Linked DNA regions of Xenopus tropicalis: region 2 is linked to region 1. Evidence: chromatin contacts called from public Hi-C data. All regions are on one chromosome and are shown on one strand. Each heading gives the region's core, a stretch centred on a gene start, on an enhancer-like site or on the middle of the called end of the contact. The rest is flanking DNA. Distances are from core to core; before and after follow the strand shown.

Evidence for each region. Hi-C and Micro-C count contacts between places; a contact is called where the count stands out from the background.
Region 2: a Hi-C map of neurula embryo shows a contact between it and region 1, with 2.3 times the contacts expected there. The contact joins the promoter of spats1 here to the enhancer-like site in region 1. A contact is called at or near these places in 3 of 5 Hi-C or Micro-C datasets (brain, neurula embryo and tailbud embryo).

Annotation. Positions count from the first base shown.
Region 1 is chr5:145,946,036-145,950,181 of UCB_Xtro_10.0, forward strand. It overlaps a transcript of eva1a not described here. Among named protein-coding and RNA genes, the nearest start is that of sbk1l, 23 kb to the left of the region's middle. Within about 2 kb of position 2,211, at least 1 of the 11 cell types and tissues checked has an H3K27ac peak or open chromatin away from gene starts, as enhancers often do. A contact at or near this core is called in neurula embryo, where this site is marked.
Region 2 is chr5:146,065,274-146,069,895 of UCB_Xtro_10.0, forward strand. It overlaps spats1 (spermatogenesis-associated serine-rich protein 1), which reads left to right and starts at 2,879. Exons shown (of 7, transcript XM_002935988.5): 1 at 2,879-3,015. The coding sequence starts at 2,994. The region is part of intron 1 of LOC116411091 (a long non-coding RNA gene); the gene reads right to left.

The DNA.
Region 1 (4,146 bases), core at 961-3,460:
GTCTATTTCTAAAAACAAACAAGGAGATCACTGGGGGCTTAGCTGGAAAGATGCCAACCACATAGCCCTGATCAAACATAGCCAGTTTAGGAGATGGTTGCTTGGCCGTACCACCCAGCTACAGTGTCAGCCCCACTCACTGGGATAAAATGTTTTTCTTTCTTTTGTGGTTCTTTCTTTACCCTTATTGGGAGATCAGTATATGTTTATGATGGAATTTCTGCCTTTGTGCAGGCTTTGAACATTTGCAGCGCAGAGCAGGGGCAGGTAGGTGGGAAGGGGTTAAACTTAGGCAAACTCCACTGACCCCCAATGAAACTGACTGATTTTCTTTTAATTAATGAAACGCTTTATATGAACTGCTTATTATAGACACAAGGACAAGGCCAAAACTTTGGTCCTACACACTTGTGTTCAAGGCACAATATAAATAACTTGTTTGGGGCCCCAACGTTTCTGATGGCGGCTTTGGGCACTAGTTCCTGGGGTCTGGCTGTACCCTGCCCTTAAGCCACATTGTATTATCTAGAATGAGGTGCAGCGCTGATGGGTGCAGGCCAGTCTATCCATTAGTAGCCATTTCTCTATGCCAGGGGTCCTCAAACTACGGCCCCCCCAATGTCATTTACACGGCCCCCGCTGTGTCCTTACCCCTGGCTACTACCTGTCTGCCGTAGCGTGGTTTTTGGCCCCAGCGCATCATGTGACCGCGTCCCACCGGCCGATCCTAATGACACATTGTCACTGAGGGGCCGAGGACAACACTGAGGCATACAGGTAGTAGCCTGGGGAGAGGATGTGCCGAGCCCCAAACTGTAGTCCGCCCCCCAACAGTCTGAGAGACCGTGAACTGGCCCCCTGTTTAAATAGTTTGAGGACCCCTGCTCTATGCCATTAGTACCCTTATATCAGCTCCCCAGGGCAGAGGTTGCCTAGGGCGCCCGGTTGGCTTGGCCGTGCCTGCAGTTAGGTGGGTCCTACAAACAAAGTACAAGGTACATGGGCACAAAAGAACCAACAGCTGCCTTGGGGAGATGTAACTCTGTAGCCTTTACTTTAATGACTATATTTGTGGGCGACCCATGATGTGGATATTACTCATTTGCTCCTATTATAGTTTAGCTGCACACCAACCTGGGGGTCTTACCCTTGGGCAGCCCATTCGTTTCCCCGCAGTTTCACTATGACTCCCCTCACGTCCCATAGATCGGATCAAAGGGTTTCCATTTTCTCATTTCCCATAAACGAACGGGAAAATCACAGTTGTGCAAGCGATATTATTCAAGTGTTTTGTTCAGGAAGCGTATGATTGCTCCCAGCGATACTCCCCCAATAGCAGAATGGATGGGCCCTGACTCATTCATTACTTTTCTGCAGAAAAATGCACCGAAATGGTAACAGTCCGACTCTTGGTAATAGAAACCTGTCATCAGTTTAACAGGCCATTCCCTTGAAACTATTACTGTGTTGAGATTCAGATGAGAAGCGACTTTAAGCTGCGCTATTATAAAATAGAAAATAAAAAAACTCCAACCTTTGCACCAACTTGCTTATTGGTTAGCTGCGGGGCTGCTTTACTAAATGGCAAAAAGGGGGGCCTGGAGCCCAGCTGGACTGGGACCCACAAATGCATTAAATGATAAATAAAAAATATGGAAATAAAAATAAAAAAATTCAGTGTACCGTGGGTGGATCGAGCCTATCTTATTGGCCTATTCGGCTGAATCTTTTGCAAAGGATTTAGGGTTCGGCTGGATCCTACAATTGTGAATTCGGTGCATCCTTAGTATAAAGAGCATTGTGACTGGGGTCTGGGAAATAGATAAAGGGGGGGTCTGACCATTGGGGTATTGACCCACCAGTACCATAAGCCAGCCAGGAATAGCTAAGAGATAAGTAAGGTCAGGTCAAAGGAAACAGCTCCACAGCAGTTTATATTTTATTTGTAGTAAATTCTACTTGGTATCTATTGTGCTTAAGGGAACATCAACTGGAGCAGCCCGGGAAACAACACTGGAGCTGAGGTGGAAATAATAATATACCATAGTCACTTATAGGCTGCTCTTTAATGGAAAACCAACCATATCTAGTCTGTCTGTAATATTAGCCACCCAGGCTTTCATGTATGAGCAGCGGGTGCTCTGTCTCCATCAGCTGAGTGTAGGTAAATGGAATGCTGAGAGCATAATGGCTGTTTACAGTGATTCTCACAAATAGGTCCCTGCAGGGTGGGGAAAAGAAATGGGCTGATTATATCTGTAGGATTCCTCCTGTGGAGTTGTACAAGGAACCTGGAGATCTCAATCAAACCTAAAGAACTCTATGGAAAGAATCCTATTGATATAATCAGATCGAGACATTCAGAGAAGGTAAACAGACACTGCTTGGGCAATTACAGACCCTAGTGTGTGTGAATGTGATAGGGACCTTAGATTGTAAGCTCACTGGGGCAGGGAATGTGATAGGGACCTTAGATTGTAAGCTCACTGGGGCAGGGACTGATGGGAATGTGATAGGGACCTTAGATTGTAAGCTCACTGGGGCAGGGACTGATGGGAATGGGATAGGGACCTTAGATTGTAAGCTCACTGGGGCAAGGACTGATGGGAATGGGATAGGGACCTCAGATTGTAAGCTCACTGGGGCAAGGACTGATGGGAATGGGATAGGGACCTCAGATTGTAAGCTCACTGGGACAGGGACTGATGGGAATGTGATAGGGACCTTAGATTGTAAGCTCCACTGGGGCAGGGACTGATGGGAATGTGATAGGGGCCTTAGATTGTAAGCTCACTGGCGCAGGGACTGATGGGAATGTGATAGGGACCTTAGATTGTAAGCTCACTGGGGCAGGGACTGATGGGAATGTGATAGGGACCTTAGATTGTAAGCTTACTGGGGCAGGGACTGATGGGAATGTGATAGGGACCTTAGATTGTAAGCTCACTGGGGCAGGGGCTGATGGGAATGGGATAGGGACCTTAGATTGTAAGCTCACTGGGGCAGGTACTGATGGGAATGGGATAGGGGCCTTAGATTGTAAGCTCACTGGGGCAGGGGCTCATGGGAATGTGATAGGGACCTTAGATTGTAAGCTCACTGGGGCAGGGACTGATGGGAATGTGATAGGGACCTTAGATTGTAAGCTCCACTGGGGCAGGGACTGATGGGAATGTGATAGGGACCTTAGATTGTAAGCTCCACTGGGGCAGGGACTGATGGGAATGGGATAGGGACCTTAGATTGTAAGCTCACTGGGGCAAGGACTGATGGGAATGGGATAGGGACCTCAGATTGTAAGCTCACTGGGACAGGGACTGATGGGAATGTGATAGGGGCCTTAGATTGTAAGCTCACTGGGGCAGGGACTGATGGGAATGTGATAGGGACCTTAGATTGTAAGCTCACTGGGGCAGGGACTGATGGGAATGTGATAGGGACCTTAGATTGTAAGCTTACTGGGGCAGGGACTGATGGGAATGTGATAGGGACCTTAGATTGTAAGCTCACTGGGGCAGGGGCTGATGGGAATGGGATAGGGACCTTAGATTGTAAGCTCACTGGGGCAGGTACTGATGGGAATGGGATAGGGGCCTTAGATTGTAAGCTCACTGGGGCAGGGGCTCATGGGAATGTGATAGGGACCTTAGATTGTAAGCTCACTGGGGCAGGGACTGATGGGAATGTGATAGGGACCTTAGATTGTAAGCTCCACTGGGGCAGGGACTGATGGGAATGTGATAGGGACCTTAGATTGTAAGCTCCACTGGGGCAGGGACTGATGGGAATGGGATAGGGACCTTAGATTGTAAGCTCCACTGGGGCAGGGACTGATGGGAATGGGATAGGGACCTTAGATTATAAACTCACTGGGGCAGGGACTGATGGGAATGTGATAGGGACCTTAGATTGTAAGCTCACTGGGGCAGGGACTGATGGGAATGGGATAGGGACCTTAGATTGTAAGCTCACTGGGGCAGGGACTGATGGGAATGGGATAGGGACCTTAGATTGTAAGCTCACTGGGGCAGGGGCTCATGGGAATGTGATAGGGACCTTAGATTGTAAGCTCACTGGGGCAGAGAGAGATGGGAATGTGATAGGGACCTTAGATTGTAAGCTCACTGGGGCAGGGACTGATGGGAA
Region 2 (4,622 bases), core at 1,629-4,128, 120 kb after region 1:
TATTCTGCTGATTTATAAATCCTGGCTTTTAGGGAGACCTCTAGTGACCCCTAGAGGGTGAAAACTACACTGCAAGTCATTTAAATGTATCTGTTGTAGTGATGTGCGGGTTGAGAAAATCTTGATCCGCATCCGACCCTAACCTGCCCGCTCCCAACACTACCCTACCCGACTCGGCTCCTCCACTCTATTTATAGCCCCGTCCCGAAATGACATCACAAAAGGGGCGAGGCGTATTGGGCACCCGCCTATAAAATTCACAAGCCGGAAATGGCAGGCAGCAGTGTTAGGTCCCCGTGTTGCGCTCTTCTGCTCACCCTCCCCGCCAGCAACCTGCAAGTGATGTGCAGAGGTCGGCCTGATCCTGCCCGACCCGCAAGTTAACCTGCGAGTCGCGCGGGTATCGGGCCGGCCTGCACATAACTAATCTGTCGGTACAAAACTTCCGTTTATCCAAAGTGATTCCCACCTCCAGAGAACTGATCTTTTCAGTGTTATATTCACTGGCGAGTATAAATCAGGAACAGTTATCAACAGGAAAAAAAAATGCTATTAACTAGTGATGAGCTAATTTTTTCGCCAAGCATGGATTCGCAGCGAATTTCCGCATTTCGCCATTGGCAAATTGCTTCGTGAAACTGCAGTGAAAATTCGCAGCAGGAAAAATTAATCGCGTGTCAAAAAAAGTTGCGTCAAAAGTGGGCATGGTCATGCCAAAAAAGACACGGGCAACAAAAAAAGACGCAGGCGTTTCACAAATTTGTCATTTTGCGAATTTTATAGCGCAGCAAAACGGGACAGATTCACTCATCACTACTAATAACATAAATACAAGTTGTAGAAATATCATCTACGTATGGTTTGCACATTTTCAGTTAGCCTTGAATTTGGCATAAATAAGAGTATGTACGTATGTATAACTTTAAGATAAAACACTACAAGGATACGCAGCACTGTACAATCTTATACCCATTCCCACACCTTGTGTCTGAACCCTTTCTCCTTGTAGATTGTAAGCTCTTTTGGGCAGGGCTCTCTTCCCCTCTTGTATCGGTTATTGATTGCTTTATATGTTACTCTGTATGTCTCCTTGTAGATTGTAAGCTCTTTTGGGCAGGGCTCCCTTCACCTCTTGTATCGGTTATTGGTTGCTTTATATGTTACTCTGTATGTCTCCTTGTAGATTGTAAGCTCTTTTGGGCAGGGCTCTCTTCCCCTCTTGTATCGGTTACTGATTGCTTTATATGTTACTCTGTATGTCTCCTTGTAGATTGTAAGCTCTTTTGGGCAGGGCTCCCTTCACCTCTTGTATCGGTTATTGGTTGCTTTATATGTTACTCTGTATGTCTCCTTGTAGATTGTAAGCTCTTTTGGGCAGGGCCCTCTTCCCCTCTTGTATCGGTTATTGATTGCTTTATATGTTACTCTGTATGTCTCCTTGTAGATTGTAAGCTCTTTTGGGCAGGGCTCTCTTCACCTCTTGTATCGGTTATTGATTGCTTTATATGTTACTCTGTATGTCTCCTTGTAGATTGTAAGCTCTTTTGGGCAGGGCACTCTTCCCCTCTTGTATCGGTTATTGGTTGCTTTATATGTTACTCTGTATGTCTCCTTGTAGATTGTAAGCTCTTTTGGGCAGGGCTCTCTTCACCTCTTGTATCGGTTATTGGTTGTTTTATATGTTACTCTGTATGTCTCCTTGTAGATTGTAAGCTCTTTTGGGCAGGGCTCTCTTCACCTCTTGTATCGGTTATTGGTTGTTTTATATGTTACTCTGTATGTCTCCTTGTAGATTGTAAGCTCTTTTGGGCAGGGCTCTCTTCACCTCTTGTATCGGTTATTGGTTGTTTTATATGTTACTCTGTATGTCTCCTTGTAGATTGTAAGCTCTTTTGGGCAGGGCTCCCTTCACCTCTTGTATCGGTTATTGGTTGCTTTATATGTTACTCTGTATGTCTCCTTGTAGAGTGTAAGCTCTTTTGGGCAGGGCTCTCTTCACCTCCTGTATCGGTTATTGGTTGCTTTATATGTTACTCTGTATGTCTCCTTGTAGATTGTAAGCTCTTTTGGGCAGGGCTCTCTTCCCCTCCTGTATCGGTTATTGATTGCTTTATATGTTACTCTGTATGTCTCCTTGTAGATTGTAAGCTCTTTTGGGCAGGGCTCCCTTCCCCTCTTGTATCGGTTATTGGTTGCTTTATATGTTACTCTGTATGTCTCCTTGTAGATTGTAAGCTCTTTTGGGCAGGGCTCCCTTCACCTCCTGTATCGGTTACTGATTGCTTTATATGTTACTCTGTATGTCCAATGTATGAAACCCACTTATTGTACAGCGCTGCGGAATATGTTGGCGCTTTATAAATAAATGTTAATATTAATAAAATAATAATATACAAAATTACACAAGGGGGGACAAGTATTATAATAAATGCAATAAATAAGTATAAATGCACATAGATTAAGTGCCTTGTGGTATGAGACATAGTAGGAAGGAGATCTCTGCTCCATGGAGCTTACAATCTAAGTGGGAACTTTCCAAATTTATGTATAATTATATTAGCCAAGATGGTATGGGTTCCATGGGTTAGCTAATAATAACAGTACTGAGACTTTTCTCCATTTTTCTCCTTTTCCCGGTTCCATATAACACTGGTGCACTGTACTGTGGGTATTTGTGTCTGTAGTGGCACATCGCTCAGGCTCCTGGGGGCCCTCCTGTTCTTCCTGCTTTGAGCTGTGTGTCCCTATCATGTTACTGTGCAGCTCCAGACTGACAGGCCCTACACACCCGGCTATCAGTATATCAGCCATTGTATTTGATGGCGTTTGTGGTTTCCTTGGAGAGTCCCTGCTATTGTCCGGCCAGCCGGTGTGCAGGGGAGGGGGGGCAGTCGTCAGTAGCAGCTCTGTTTACACGTTGCACACTGGGCCATGTCTGCCCCACGCCTGGGACAAGCTGAGCCCTAAGCTCCTGCGGGTGCAAAGCTGCCATCATGACAAAACTTGCACAGAAAGGTAACGTACTAATTCAGGGAAAAATTCTTCCCCTAAATTTTAATTGTTTTTTATATTTAAACTAAGGGGGGGAGTAATTGCAGACTGAACTTGGGAACCCAGTAATGTTCCCGGCAGTTACACCTGTTCTGCTATTTATCATCATTTCCTTGACTGTCAGAAACTTTTTTAATGTACTGACCAATTTATCAATTTATCAGAACATTTTGGCACCATTGAGGTTAACGGGTGCCTGTGCCTCCCCCACAGCATCACCCGTCTAAATACTAACTCCCCCCCCGGAAAATTCATGGGGGGAGAAATTATTATTGGTTTTGCTCCAGCAAAGAAATTACATTTTTTAAATCTAAAACTATGATTAAAATAAATAATGCATTCTTTTAACATAAATACAAGTATGGGATCTGGTATCCAGAATGCTCAGGACCTGGGGTTATCCGTATAAGGGGTCTTTTCATAATTTGGGATCTCCATACCTCCAATCCACAAATGGAACGAAAGCGCCCGAAAGCATTTTTTTCGTAATGATCGGTATTTTGCGATTTTTTCGTCACCGTCACGACTTTTTCGTAGCCGTTACGAACTGCGCGAATTGTCGCGACTTTTTCGTAGCCGTCGCGAAAGAATCGGAAAGGTTTGCCCGCTGTTTACTAACGCTCAATACAAAAAAGTCGCGACAATTCGCACAAGTCGTAACGGCTACGAGAAAGTCGCGACAATTCACGAAAAAGTTGTGACGGCGACGAAAAAATGTTCGTTTCCAATCCGATTCATTCCCATTCGGGATTCGGATTCGTGGATTAGTAAATCAGCCCCTTAGTTTACTAAAAATCATTTAAACGTTAAATAACCCCAATGAATTATTTGATGAAAATGGAGTCTATGGGAGATGGCCTTCCTGTAATTAAGAGCCTTCTGGATAACAGGTTTCTGGATAATGGATCCCATACCTGTATAAAAATAATTTCAATGAATATTTATATTTTTAGTATATATGCACTGTGGTAGCTGAAACTATTATCATGTATAGGTAAATAGTAGCAGGTTTTCCAGTATCCAGTTAAAATCGCTTGAATTTGTTTTCTGTGAGAAATTTTTGAATTATAGGCAGTTATAGGAAATTTTCATTCTGGGGAGAATATTTTCTATCTCCATTTTGTGTGGTAACACATTTTGTAAAATGCAGGAAAAAAAATTACCAAAAAAAAAAAAATGAAAGTTTTGGGAGTTTTTAGCCATGTGAGTACATTTGCCCTAAATGTATGTACTGCGGGTCCTTTTAAAGGGGAGGTTCACCTTCAAGTTAACTTTTAGTATGTCATAGAATAGCTGATTCTAAGCAACTCTGCAACTGGTCTTCATTTTTTCTATTTTATAGTTTTTGAATTATTTTCCTCTTTCCAGCTTTCAAATGGGGGTCACTGACCCCGGCAGCCAAAAAACTATTGCTCTGTGAGGCTACAATTGTATTGTTACTGTTATTTTTTATTGCTTGCCTTTCTATTCAGGCCCTCCCCTATTCATATTCCTGTCTCTCATTCAAATAAATGCCTGGTTGCTAGGATAATCTGGACTCTAGCAACCAGATAGCTGCTGAAAATCCAAGC